Linked DNA regions of Hordeum vulgare: region 1 is linked to region 2. A link is a contact called in public Hi-C data. All regions are on one chromosome and are shown on one strand. Each heading gives the region's core, a stretch centred on a gene start, on an enhancer-like site or on the middle of the called end of the contact. The rest is flanking DNA. Distances are from core to core; before and after follow the strand shown.

The links. Hi-C and Micro-C count contacts between places; a contact is called where the count stands out from the background.
Region 1: a contact with region 2 is called in a Hi-C map of leaf, with 4 times the contacts expected there. The contact joins the enhancer-like site here to the promoter of LOC123425816 in region 2. A contact is called at or near these places in 2 of 6 Hi-C or Micro-C datasets (leaf and seedling).

What each region holds. Positions count from the first base shown.
Region 1 is chr2H:197,509,441-197,516,165 of MorexV3_pseudomolecules_assembly, reverse strand. No RefSeq gene overlaps it. Among protein-coding and RNA genes, the nearest start is that of LOC123425818, 130 kb to the left of the region's middle. Within about 2 kb of position 3,740, at least 3 of the 3 cell types and tissues checked have open chromatin away from gene starts, as enhancers often do. A contact at or near this core is called in leaf and seedling, where this site is marked.
Region 2 is chr2H:197,285,495-197,292,476 of MorexV3_pseudomolecules_assembly, reverse strand. LOC123425816 (probable mitochondrial import inner membrane translocase subunit TIM21) reads left to right here and starts at 5,448. Exons shown (of 7, transcript XM_045109551.1): 1 at 5,448-5,702. The coding sequence starts at 5,582.

The DNA of each region.
Region 1 (6,725 bases), core at 2,491-4,990, 230 kb before region 2:
CCTTGCAAGTTGGATTCACCTATTATATATCATGATCCACATACCCCAAGGTGACAATAATTGGGATCCTTTGTGCTGATTGGCGTTGTTTGAGGATTTCATGCATTCCCCATGTGCTAATGCTTTGTTCCGGTTCTCTATTAAAAGGGGTCCTTAATATCCCTTAGTTTCCTTATGGACCCCGCTGCCACGGGAGGGCGGGACAAAAGATGCCATACAAGTTCTTATCGCAAGCACGTATGACCATATACAGAATACATGCCTACATTATTGGAGCTACTTTTGTGTCACTCTAGTGTCACTCTAGTTTTACATGATTGGTGTCATCTAAATTATTATCCATCACCTGTCCACATACCTAGGTGATGACCGACAAGTATAGGGGGTCAATCATTGTCCTTTCAATAAGTAAGAGTGTTGAACTGAACGAGGAGTAGAAGGGAATGACAAGCAGTTTTCAGCAAGTTATTCTTTGCAAGTGTCGTTAGTAATAGTGATAGATAGTTTCGTAGGAAGATAATTTGTAACAACTGACAAGTAACAATAGGAACAAATATGCAGCAAGATATCCAAATCCTTTTTATATCAAAGTACAGGCCGAGAAGTTCTCTTATACGAGGTAAACGCTCCCGAGGACACATGGGAAGTATTGTCTAGTCATGTTCATCATGTTAAGTTGATTCGCGTTCGTCACTTTGATAATTTGATATGTGGGCGGACCGGTGCTAAGGTGTTGTTCTTACTTGAATAAGCAACCCACTTATGATTACCCCCTCTCGCAAGAATCCGCAACTACGAATGAAGAATTAAGATAAATCTAACCATAGCATGAAACATGTGGATCCAAATGAGCCCCTTATGAAGCAACGCATAAACTGGGGTTTAAGATTGTGTCACTCTGGCAACCCATCATCTACTTTTTACTCCACAATTCCTTCCCTAAGGCCCATAACATGGTGAAGTGTCGTGTAGTCGACGTTCACACGACACCACTAAGAGAAGCAACAACACCACTAAGTGAAGTGTCGTGTAGCCCATAACATGGTGAAATATCAAACGAATAGCAACTATACATGCTTATTATAACAAGACTTCTCCCATGTCCTCAAGAACAATATTAACTACTCACACCTCATCAACATGTTCAAAATCAGAGGTGTAATAATGGTGATCTAGGATGTGAACATAAAATCTTCCACCAAGTAATCAAACAAGCATCAACTACAAGATGTAATCAACACTACTAGTAATCCACAGGTACCAATCTGAGGTTTTCAGACAAAGATTGAATACAAGAGATGAACTAGGGTTGGAGATGAGATGGTGCTGGTGAATATGTTGATGAATATTGGTCCTCCCACGAAGGAGGAAGCGTTGGTGATAATGATGGCTTCGATCCCCCCTCCCGGAGAGGAATTCCCCTGGTAGAATCTCTCTTCCGGAGAGCAAAAGGGCCTCTCCCTAGGTTTCCGTCTCCCAACCGCGACATTTTCTTCCGAAAGTATGCTTCTGATTTTTTCTAGATGAAAACACACCATATAAGAGAAGAGTGGTGTTGGGAGGCCTGCTAGGCCCCCATGTGGCATCACGGCGCGGCCGTGGGGGTGGTCGCGCATTGTTGGCTCGTGGCCAGTAGGTGGCCCCCCTCTGGTATATTCTTGTCCCAATAATTCTTATATATTCCATAACAATTTTTCATGAAATTTCACGTTATTTGCAGTCCAGTGATTTTTCACCCTTTTCTTGGTTTTCAAGTCCATAAGCCTAGTGCCCGACAGTTTCCCTCTTCGTGGTGTACCTTCCACATTCAGAGAGAAAATGCATATGAATTGTATCATAATGAGGAATAAAGGACAAAAATAACATAATTATCAATAAGAATTCATGATGCATAATGGACGTATCACTATGCTTTTCATATAATGAATCTAGCTAAGTTACTATTGTTGCTCCTACTATTACAATCACTACAAAACTGCTGATGTTACCCTTACTACCACTATTTTGATGTGGTACTAAAACTTTTGCTGCACGGAGATATTCCAGGCATGGTTGAATTGACAACTCAGCTGCTAGGATCAATAAATATTCTATACCCCGAGAAGAGTGTTGTAATCCCCTATACTTGTGAGTTATCAAGACCTTTTTCTGGCATTATTATCCAGGAGCATAGCTCTATTTATTGTGTTCACTTGAGGATATCCAATTTCCACTATGATGAATCTCAAAGATACTAGAACCAAGATCATACCCTCTAAGAGAGGGGAGGTAAGGAACTGCCAACTAGCTCTTCTTTTGATTCACCTACTGTTTTGAATCATCTTATGACACCACCACTTGTTGCTTGGTGTGATATGTCGCAAGTACTTGATGATGCTATTTCTGAATTTCATGAAACTTATGACGATGCTACTTCTATACTTGATAAAAATAAATATGTACCACTTGGTCAATTGCTTGGTGCTCATATTGCTAGATCCTCACATATTGAAAATGTTGAAACTGAGGAAAACTATGATTCACCTATTATGCCTAGCTCTTGTAATAGATATGAATTTCCTGATGTACCTGCGGGTTATATTATGTAGGGGGGGATAGATAGAGATTTTCTTTCTTGTAATGATAGAGATGATTTGAAAAAATTCTATGCAAACTGAAAGGCAAATCTATGATGGAAAAAATGAAACATGATCCTAAATTTGCTACTTCTCCTATATGTGTTACTAATAGGGATTATGAATTGTGTGTTGATCCTTAGTTAATCACTACTAGTCATCAATCTGAGCGCCTGCATGGGCTAGTTATTACTCTTTAGAAGTTCTAAAGATGTTACTCTTTTTTCTGTAGACATAGCTCGTGTGAGTCCATCTTTATTCATTATTTTCATGAATATGTCACTAACAATTATAGAAATATAAAATTATGAAATATTTTTCATCACATTCCTATTTGTATGTTTTTTGTTTGACCCATGTTAGTAATCTTCATCCCGCGTTACATCCGATAATCAACCAAAATCAATCTCTAATATACAACATCAGGTATCTCCACATTTTTTTAATTTCATAAACATTTTGGTACCACACTTATTTCTGCAGTTGCATGCAAATTTCATAGAATATAAATTCTTGTATGATTTTTCTTCCATATTTGGTTAGACACGTGAATAGTTTGAACTGAAGATCATTTCTAATTTTTTGAAATTGCCCACGAAACAAGTAAATTTGTGAAATGCGTGCTCGAAAGGTAGAGCTCAAGTGAAATGGTATTGTGAAAACATGAAACTTTCCATGTACGTGAGTGACACCTAATATTTAGTCTGTTTCTATTAGGATTCGATAGTATAACTCTCAAAAAAATACATCTATGGTTATGAATGCATTAATTTAAAGCATATCATAATATCAATAGAGAGGGCATGTGAATCAAATTGCAACAAGCATAATTAACATTTGAAAGAAACCTTCTCCTTGCTCAAACCATATGCATCTCTTCATGTTACCATATGTGATCACATATATCTTCATGTATTACAAATGTGATTAAACTTTTGCATGAAACTTATGATTGTTAATACAATAAATTAAAACAAAAATGCTTCTTTATCAGCTCCCAGGATGCAAGGATCGACCGCGCTGACGGCAACAACCCAACAACGAGAGGCTCGATAACCTCGCCTCTGGCCCAACGGCCCACGAGGAACCGCCGACCCAACCCATGTGTCCATGGGCCAGTGTGGGCAGCGTGAGGTTCCCTCTCCCCAGCTACTTGAGGGGACGACGGCTGAGGAAGCATCATCCAGTGGATCACGGCACGGCGGCAGCTAGAACTCTAGAATCATTCCGCATCTGTGTGCATCATCTTGTAACCGAATTGGTACCTAGTTCGTGTAATGGAAGCTACTATCATCCCTGCTCATACATCTGGTATCAGATACAACCCACCCCACCATCACCACACCGATCTGGATCGATTCGTCACCACCAGATCCCAGAGACAGGCCCGCGCCCACCTCGCCGACATGGATCCGGTCATCTAGACCTTCCTGGAGTGCCTCGACAACACACTGAAGGAGCACACCGCAATGCTCAACACCTCCAACGCCAAGGTCAACGATCTCCTCTCCTTGCGGCCCGATCTTGAGTGGCGCGTCGCTGATCTGAGCGACCCGGTGGCGGCCCTGCAGGTCGCTCCTCCACCATCGCGCATGGACGGTGCGGCGATACACACGCCACCATCTCCACCCTCGCCCCCGCTACCTGCGACGACCGGCCTCCACATCGGGACCGCGTCTGGCGCGGTGCTTCCACCAGTGCAAGGGCCCAATGGGCATGGTGTCTTCACCACCACACGGGGGGCCACCAGTGGTATCCTTCCAGGCACCGCCACCGCCCCCAAACAATGGTGAGTTGCCCGATCCCCCTTCACCTACCACTCTCTCACCCTTTGCACACGCCGGCCAACTGCTCAGCGGATTCGGCCAAACACACCCGTCCATTCAGTTTCCTCGGTTCAAGGAGATAATCTGAAACTCTTTAAATATCCGTGTGAATAATACTTCACCATGTTTGGCGTATTACCATCGTTTTGGGTACCATGGATGCCTTGAATTTTTTGGCGCCTGCATCCGTTTGGTTGCAATCGATCCAAAAACGGTTGGCAGATTTTGACTGGGAGTCTTTCACTACTCTAATGTCCACACGATTCGGTCGTGATTGTCATCAGACGTTTATTCGATAGTTTTACACTATTCGCCAAACCACCTGTGTTTCTAATCACATAGAACAATTTGAGTCAATTATTGATCATCAGAGTTCCTATTCTGATAGTATTCATCCATTTTATTTTCTCACTCGCTTTGTGGAGGGACTCCGGAAGGAAACTTGTGCGGTGGTCTTGGTTCAACGATTGTCGGACCTCGAGACGGCGTGTGCGTTGGCGTTGTTTCTGGAGGAAGTGGCTGATGGGGTTTCACACCCCCCCCCCCCCCCCCCCCCCGCGTTCCCGATCTCACGATGGAGCGTCGAGGCCGGCGCTGCCTCTTCCGCTACCTCCACCACTGCCTTGACCTCTTATGGGGTACTCCATGCCAACAACAATGGACCGTCGCCGCACAGAGGCTGCACGCGTAACAAAAGAAAGGTCAAAGCCCTCCACAACTACCTAGGTGCTCGCGGGCTTTGCTGCAAGTGCGGCGAGCGCTGGGGGCATGACCATGTCTGTCCCACCTTGGTTCAGCTCCATGTGGTCGAGGAAATGCTCGAGCTCTTCGGCAGCGACTAATCTTCCGAGTCCAAGGACTGCACACCCCCAAGTGACACAATCATAGCCATTTCTCGCTCTGCCTTGGAAGGCGGAGTTTCTTCCCGAGTATTCTAGCTGCTCGCGTCGATGCAGGGCCATGAAGTGCTTCTACTAGTGGATAGCGGTAGCTCCACATCGTTCATTGACTAGAAGGTGGCGCAACAACGGTCACGCGTCATAGCACTAAAGCAACCTTGCTGAGTGCGCGTGGCATACGACAACGGACTAACCTGCACCGCTGTTCAGCCAGAGTGCGCCTGGTCATCACAAGGACAAGAATTCACAACTGACATGAAGGTGTTGCCGCTTGGAACTTACGATGCTATTCTTGGAATGGATTGTCCTGAGCAACACAGTCCAATGACAGTTGATTGGAAGCTCAAGGTGATCACACTATCCACCAACTTGGCTCCAGCCCGCTTGTTCGGTCATGAGCCCAACTCTACCACCTGCCAAGTTATCAACAACCTACAGCTCGAGAACTTACGTCGTCAAGGCTCCCTCCTGCATATGGTGTTCCTTTACCATGTCACAGAGACAACAATTTCCAAATCCTCCATTCACTCGGACCCACAACCCCTCCTGCACGAATATGAAGACGTCTTTGGAATACCCAGTGCTCCATCTCCTCAGCGCGCTTGTGACCAAAAAATGACTTGATGCCCGAGGCACAGTCGGCCAACATCAGACCCTACAGACACAGACCAAAGCACAAAACTGAGATTGAGTGGCAAGTTGAGGATTTATTACGCTCAGGGGTGATCCAACGCAGCCAAAGCAGTTTTGCCTCACGAGTCATTTTGGTTAAGAAGAAAGATGGCACTTGGCGTCTCTGCATTGACTATCGACAACTCAATGCGATGGCTTGCGTCAGTAAGTTCCCTATACCATTCATCGAAGAACTGTTGGATGAGCTGGATGCACCAAGTGGTTCTCAAAGATGGACCTCAGAGCAGGCTATCACCAAATCAGACTGACAGAAGGGGAAGAGTACAAAACTGCATTCCGAACACACACGGCACTATGAATTCAAGGTCTTATCATTTGGCTTGGCAAGCGGTCCAGCAACGTTTTTGGGGGCCATGACACACACCTTGCATCCTCTCGTGCGACACTACGTATTGGTTTTCTTCGACGACATCCTCATTTTCAGTGAGACATGGGAGGAACACTTGGATCATATTCGGCAAGTTCTGGAACTCCTCCGTAGGGATCCGTGGAAGGTCAAGTTAAACAAGTGTGAATTCGGTCATCGACAACTGTCCTAGTTGGGCCATGTCATCAGCATTCAAGGAGTAGGAACAAAGCCTAGCAAGATTGTGGAAGTCCAAGCATGGGCAACTCCACAGGACACAAAGGATGTGAGGCGCTTCCTAGGCCTGGCAGGTTACAATCGTCGGTTCGTCCGCAATTTCGGCATC
Region 2 (6,982 bases), core at 4,199-6,698:
GGAAATGGCGAGATTTCTTAATAGTTGTGTGCCTTTGTTTGGCACCATGCCATTGGAGGTTATTTTTAGCACACCTTTCATATAATTCCTCTGCAGTTGTTATAACTACTGTTGGCTCCAATATGAAGCTGACATTCTTCTTATTCTTTGATGGGAGAGGTGGTAGTTGACTCTCTACACCTTTCTTTGCTTTGTCGCCCAAATCATGCATTGCACCAAGTTCCTTCATCATTATCTTGCAAGTGGCTTTTGGGAATAATTCTTCTAAGTTCAATGTGCTAACTTCCATCGTCTCTAATCCCATCAAAAGCTCTTCAAAAGCCTTCCTCGCTTAACATGCGATTGATGGCTCATCAAGGACTTCTTTTCACTTGAATAAGTGGTATAGCTGGCAGTCTATTTTCCTGCTCCAACATGATGACATCTCTGATGTTGATTGGACAACAGTCATCAAGATCTTTAGGTGTAATGTCCTTCTTTGAAGCAGAAACTGCAGTGTGCATTCCTCATCATCGTCACTATCCGTGTTGCGAGTTGTCCATCATTATTCTCGTTGTTCGCACCACCATCGTTGTGGTCATTGTTATTGCCTCCGCTTCCATCCTCATCAAACTTGTCGCCCCCCCCTTCCCATCCTCCTCCTTATCTTCTTCCATATCACTGCCTTTATCCATATCATCGTCACCATCATCGTCACCATCATCATCTTCTCCTTTATCTTCATCCACTTCCTTTTCTTCGCTTTCTTTCTCTTCATCATTTTTCTCTCCCTCATCTTCCTCTTGCTCAACTGTACTTGTCACTATAACAGTTGGCTGCACTTCCACATCCTTGCCAGCAATGTCATCCACATCTACTTGAACATCTTGTTCCAATTCACTGGTACCTGCTTTCTCACTAGAGTTGCGCCCAACATGTCCCCTTCAGAACTGGTCATCATCATCGTAATCTGAGTCTCCATCACTATCGCTCTCAGTTTTATCAGCATCATCATCTCATTCCCCGTTGTCCGACCTGTATGACTCTACTCCACTGGGTAAGCTATCATTGCCTTGTTCGCTTTGCACACTTTTGCTATCACTGAGCAAATCTTTGCTGGTTATTTCCATTGTTTTTTGCCTGCTTGTTCCCATTTTCCTAGGTTCTGCCCTCCTTGTCCCAGCTTCATCATCATGAATCCTGTCGATTTTGTACACACATTTTCCAACTGAATGCAAAATATCAGAACACATTTCGTGCACCATATCCGATACTTCTTTTGTTTCTGCAAAACAGATACAGAAACAAATGGAAAATAGGTTTAGATAATCATACACAAAATAAAGCATATTTTAACAACTAAGATTTTCCTAGAAAAAATGGGTGACTTGCCTACAGAAATGCATTAGCTTATCTATAAAAATCATTGAACAAAAAGGAGTTCCTTGAAATAATGGAGAAAAAGATTAGTCCAAAATATTTAAACATTGGACTTGCCAAAAAAATGCTTGACTTTTATGCAAAAAAAGGTTTCCTTAATAATTGCAACAAACTGTATTGAGTTGTGTACATAAATTTCATGAGGGTGCCACCACTGAAAATAAGGCACGTAATTATGTGACGTAATAGAAAGTGAGGTTGCCTACTTAACTGTAAGAAAATGCTTACATAAAAGTTTAAAACTTCCATGGTAAAACATAACAAATTTAGATTATAAAAACAGAAGCAAAATTCCTAACTGTAAGGAAACAAACACTAAATAAATGTCTTACTTCTTTATTATATGAGCCGGGTAATCTCGCGGCAACAAATTTTGTGATGTGATCCATGCTTCCAAACAATCTGTCGTCCGCACACTGGGAAAATCAGTCTTGAGCTGATTTCATTGTTGGTACCAAAAAACAAAAAATGTGAGTACAAGAGATCCATGAGAAGTAAGTGTACCACTTGCTCACAGAACTAAAATTGCGTGATGTGCTGGTTGGATACTGACATGTTAAAACATTACAACTATCGTAAAAAGTTCCCCCTAAAAGTTGAAATGAATCACTAACCTAAACAATGAGTTAGCCACCCCCAACCTTATGCCTTATAAAAACATATTGTGTGCATTATCAAAATATGTCTTGCATGCTTGTCCTAATACTGAATTTCAAAGTTGTCTGACCAAGCTTATAAGACTTGCCAGGCTTAAATATATGACTTGCTTGTTTTTTTATAATGCTATGTCTTGCATTTCAAAAAAATGCAATAGAGAAAAATTATATGCATGACCAAATAAAACACAGGTGGGGCAATAAAAAAACGCACCCGTAGTTTGCCATACTGACCCGGGCCCTTCTTATCCTTCTTCACAACTTTTGGAATTAGATCTGAGTTTCAAACAAAAACTCTTGGCCTTAAACTTGGTATAGGTTCATCCACATCCAATGAATCTAGATACAACAACTGCATGTGAGATAACAAAATGAATAAAAATCACATGAATTCCCCACAAGAGCCAACAAAAAAATAGAAAAAATGGGCAAATCAGGGAAAAGGGATATGCACTTACTACAAGATGAAAAACACATGAGCATACAACATTCTTTTTGACACCTGCTACTGTAAATGTTGCCTTTAGCTGATCAACAACAAACTGGTAAACATTCGTCTATGTTATACCATTGACATCCATAACATCAGAGAAGCTTTTAGGCGAGACGTTTAGATTTGTTGTTGGTGCAAGGAAGCAGGGAAAGACAACTGCTAGCCAAGCACGAAGAAAGTTGTCGTTGTAAGCTCCATCCATATCTTCAATCATATTACACCATGCCATGAGCGTAGGTGAGTTCTTGGAGGTATTATTGCAGATGTTGTAAATGGCCTTCGTGATTTCAGGTCGATTCTCGAAGCAAACCTTCCTACCCCTATTTGGCAATCCCCATATTCTATGCACGCTCACTGCATCTATCGAAATATTCCCCATGTCTAGTATAACAATTTGGGACATCTCACGGTCATAGTGCTTCATGATCCATTGGCTGAGATCTACATCCATGGTAGTGCCTCCGAGGTCCAACGAACCACCGAACCCTTTGCTAATAATGAGAGGAATAAGCGTTTTGTTTAGTTTGTACAACCTTGCAGGCGATCCCTTGTTCCTAAAAACTTGAAGAAATAAAACAAAATCATCAAAAACCCTATTAAATGATATGATCATTTCGTATACAATTATGTTGGTTAGCAACTCACAAACAATAAATTGGGAAAATGCAGTAGAGAAAAGAGGCAAATACTGTATTACCTCATTTCCTACAGTCTTCTCTCGCTTTGTTTTTGTGGGACAATCTTCAACGTCTTTGTCAGGCTCAGGGGTGTCTTCGTCATTCTCCTGGTCATTATTAGTGTCTTCACGTAAGTCCACGTTACTATCAATGTACCCAATCATGGGCAACCCACAAGTTGCAGTCAGTTTTGAGCCTCTCCGACGATGCTTGTACCCAATCATGTGCAGATCAATACGATCCTATGAAAACAGAAACATGAATCATCGACACCGCACCATAGAAAAAACAAATGCCAATTATATGCAGCACATGAACATCAACACCGTAAAATAGGATCTTATGAAAATGAATCATCAATACCTTTGTTTCGGTTGTTTGATTATCTGTGGTAACATCATGAGGTTGAGCATTGGGGTTTACTGACAGGCGGTCTCCCTTAACACCCTTACTGCTCCCATCCATTAATTCCTGCATGCATTGGTGCATAGTTAACTACTTCACGGGCCGGTGCTTCATCTATATTAGGTAGAAACATTGACAATAACATGCAACTAAATAAAACAACTATCACAAAACAAACTACACTAAAAACCATCACAAACAATGCGGAGATGACATCCATCTACTAGGAAAAAACATTAACAAAAAGAAGCAACTAAAATCAAAACAAGTTAACAGCTAAAACACAAAACACTAATGCACAAGCAAGTTTACATATATGTATTAGGCGGAACAATGAAAAATAACACGCAACTACTAAACAACTATTACAACATCACCTAAAAATGCAACAAATGCACATGCAAGTTGACATCCTTGAGTTAAGCAAAAAAAACATCAAGTAGTAGACAACTAACAAAACAGATGTTAGGCAAATTGCACAGAAAATTGCATACAATAATCGACACGTGTACCATAAAAAACAAGAAGAACAATGTCACTAAACTATAAACAGGACTCAAATGCCATGTGACATATGTGTCGTACATATCTCATAGAACCCCTAGCAAAAAAGCATCAAAAAGCAAGCAATAGCTACTTCAAAATCCCCTAATCCAAGCGATATCTAGTGCCCCTCCACCATCTCGATAGCTACCACTACTACTTCGACCACGATGTCAGGAATTTCATCCCGGATCTCACAAAACGTCGAACTCCTCCTCAAATTGAAGCTGAAACTAGAATCCCCAAATCCTGACTCCCCGGAATCTCAATCTACATGTGCACCACCGCACCGGTTCTGCAAGCAAATAAGACTACCAGGACCACATGCAAGCAAGCACACTATGCGACCCCTCCACCACGCACATAGAGGAAAATGACAGGGGATGCTGCAAGCTGACTGAGAAGCAAACTACCGAGGTTACGACGTCGATTTCGACCTCTTCCATCACCGCACCATCGCTCCTTCATACACCTTGCTAGCCGTCGTTCCTCTCCCTCACCGGTAGATCTGGTCCCTACGCGGCCTAGAGCATCACCATTGCACCAAATGCTCGGACGCTCACTAGAACACGGATCCTACGGCTGGAATCGTCGCGCGATAGAAGGAAGGAAGAAGGGATGGCGAGGAATCGCCGAATTCGTCGCCGAAGAAGGGAGAGAGAGGAGCGGCAGTTCGAATGCGAAGAGTCGCTTCTCTCTGGTGGGGGAGGGTGGTGAAAGCGACGTGGCGTGGATACGGACGCACGACTGGGACGACCGCGCGACACCTGCATTAAAAGGGCCGGACTGGCTATCGTCCTGACTGAGCGGCACCTGTGCTACCGATCGATTGATCGAACGGCACGCGAGGGTGTGCGTTCGGGACAAACAACAAGCACACAAACACTTTTTAGAATTTGGTTTGTTGTATAAATATGATACTTGTTGTAAACACGCAATTTGGTTGACTAACTCGGCGGTAGAGCAACCGGATCGTAACGATAACGACCATTGCAAAAAGTGTTTGTTGCAATCCAAACGAGCACAACATAGCGCTTGTGCCAAAAGCTGGCTGACTTGGTGATAGATCGGACGGTTGTCTCAGCGTCATCGGCTGCCTGCCGATCTGATTTAGGCGGCGTTCGGATTCCCTCCGCTCTCCTGTTAAAAATTTTGAAGCTGGACCAAGCTGGCTTCGCTCACTCCGTGGAGCAGAGCATTGCCGAACAGTGCCTTAATCTTTACGCGGCCGACTCGTAGAGCCCAACTAGAAAACGCTCCATCCTCTCACAAAAACAAAGGAAAAAAAACTGGGAAACGATCTAAAGTCGTCTAAACCCCCTGGAAGGAGGGGGAAATCCCTAATAACCCCCGCTCGCCTTTCCACGGCGAAAGGCATCCCGGCGGCGATGGCGGCGGCCGCGGCAAGGTCCGGATCCCGGCGCTTGTTCTCCATATCCGCCCTGGTGCCTCCGAAGCCGCCAACCCCTCCCCCGAAGGCAGACCCCTTCGCCAGCCTCTTCATCCCCGGTTTGATTCTTTCTTCCCCCTCCCCTTCTCCGTCTCCCATTATTTCCCCTCTCAGCTTTCCTCGCATCTGGAGATATTCGCTTTACTAACAGGGGAGTGGTCTTGCGGGATTCGCTAGAGTCAGGTAGGTTTCGTTTTGGCTGGGCAGTTCTCTAGTGAGGGCTTGATTATATAAGCTGGCGTCTCGGACATTAGACAACTTTTTGGTAGCACGCTCACAAAGTTTACATATTCAGTTATGCTGTTGCAGCATTGCTTATTCAAGCCCTGCATTCATTTATGGGTTCGGACTGCTTTATGATTACCCTATTTATTCAATTTATATAGATCTAATAGTTTGAAAAAAAAAACATACAGACCCATGGAGTAGTTGCAAATCATGGACATGAATTATGTTGAGTAATCCGAGCATATACATTTTCCGGCATTGTTCATATGATGCGATTAGATGTACTCTGTTCTGCATCCGTGGATAATTAACTCTGAACCATATGATCAAATTGTCTGTTTTTTCTGGAAGAGTTAGACCTTGTGAAAGATACTCCATACCTTGCTTAGATGGAAGATAAAGATGGACCTATACACGAATCCAACCACATTTGTTCAATTCAGTCTCACGCCAAACCGCGTCCTGACAAACTCTATGAGTCTTCTGTTTATCTGTGACGAAGCCAACATCAGAGCACTGTGATGTTAGATGAGCATCTTTCTCTTTGAATCATAAAAATTCTGCAGGATCATGGAATGGAAGCTGACCACTCTTCTGAGATTCTATCATTCAACTGTTTGAGCTGAGACTACATATTGAAACTGAAAGATCAGTTGAATCAATAATGGACTAGCAGAACAGCGGCCTTGTTTGCAGGCTGCATAATCCTGATTCTAACTACAATAGCAATCCCAATATCTCTCCACTTTCTCTGAAGGCGCCTCTGTTCCATCTTTTGTTTCTTCTGCTTCTCCCTGTCAACTTTATTATTTTCATTTAAAATGCCATCACCAGCAGCGAAGGTGGTGATTGACTAAGCATCATAAATTAGACCAGTGATGTTTCCCACTAGCAAATACCAAATATTAAGCAGTTCGCGAGGAGATTGTGACATTAAACCAAATATTCGGTTATCTTAATTTGAGGCTGAAACTTCTCCAATCTTGGTTCTTGCTTAACTTTATAACATGACAACCAGAAAATACTTTAGTAAGTACCAATTAAAGCCAGTGTAGTTATATAAACACCCTGGTGAGTACCATTTAAAGATATTGCAGTAACAGTGCAGTGA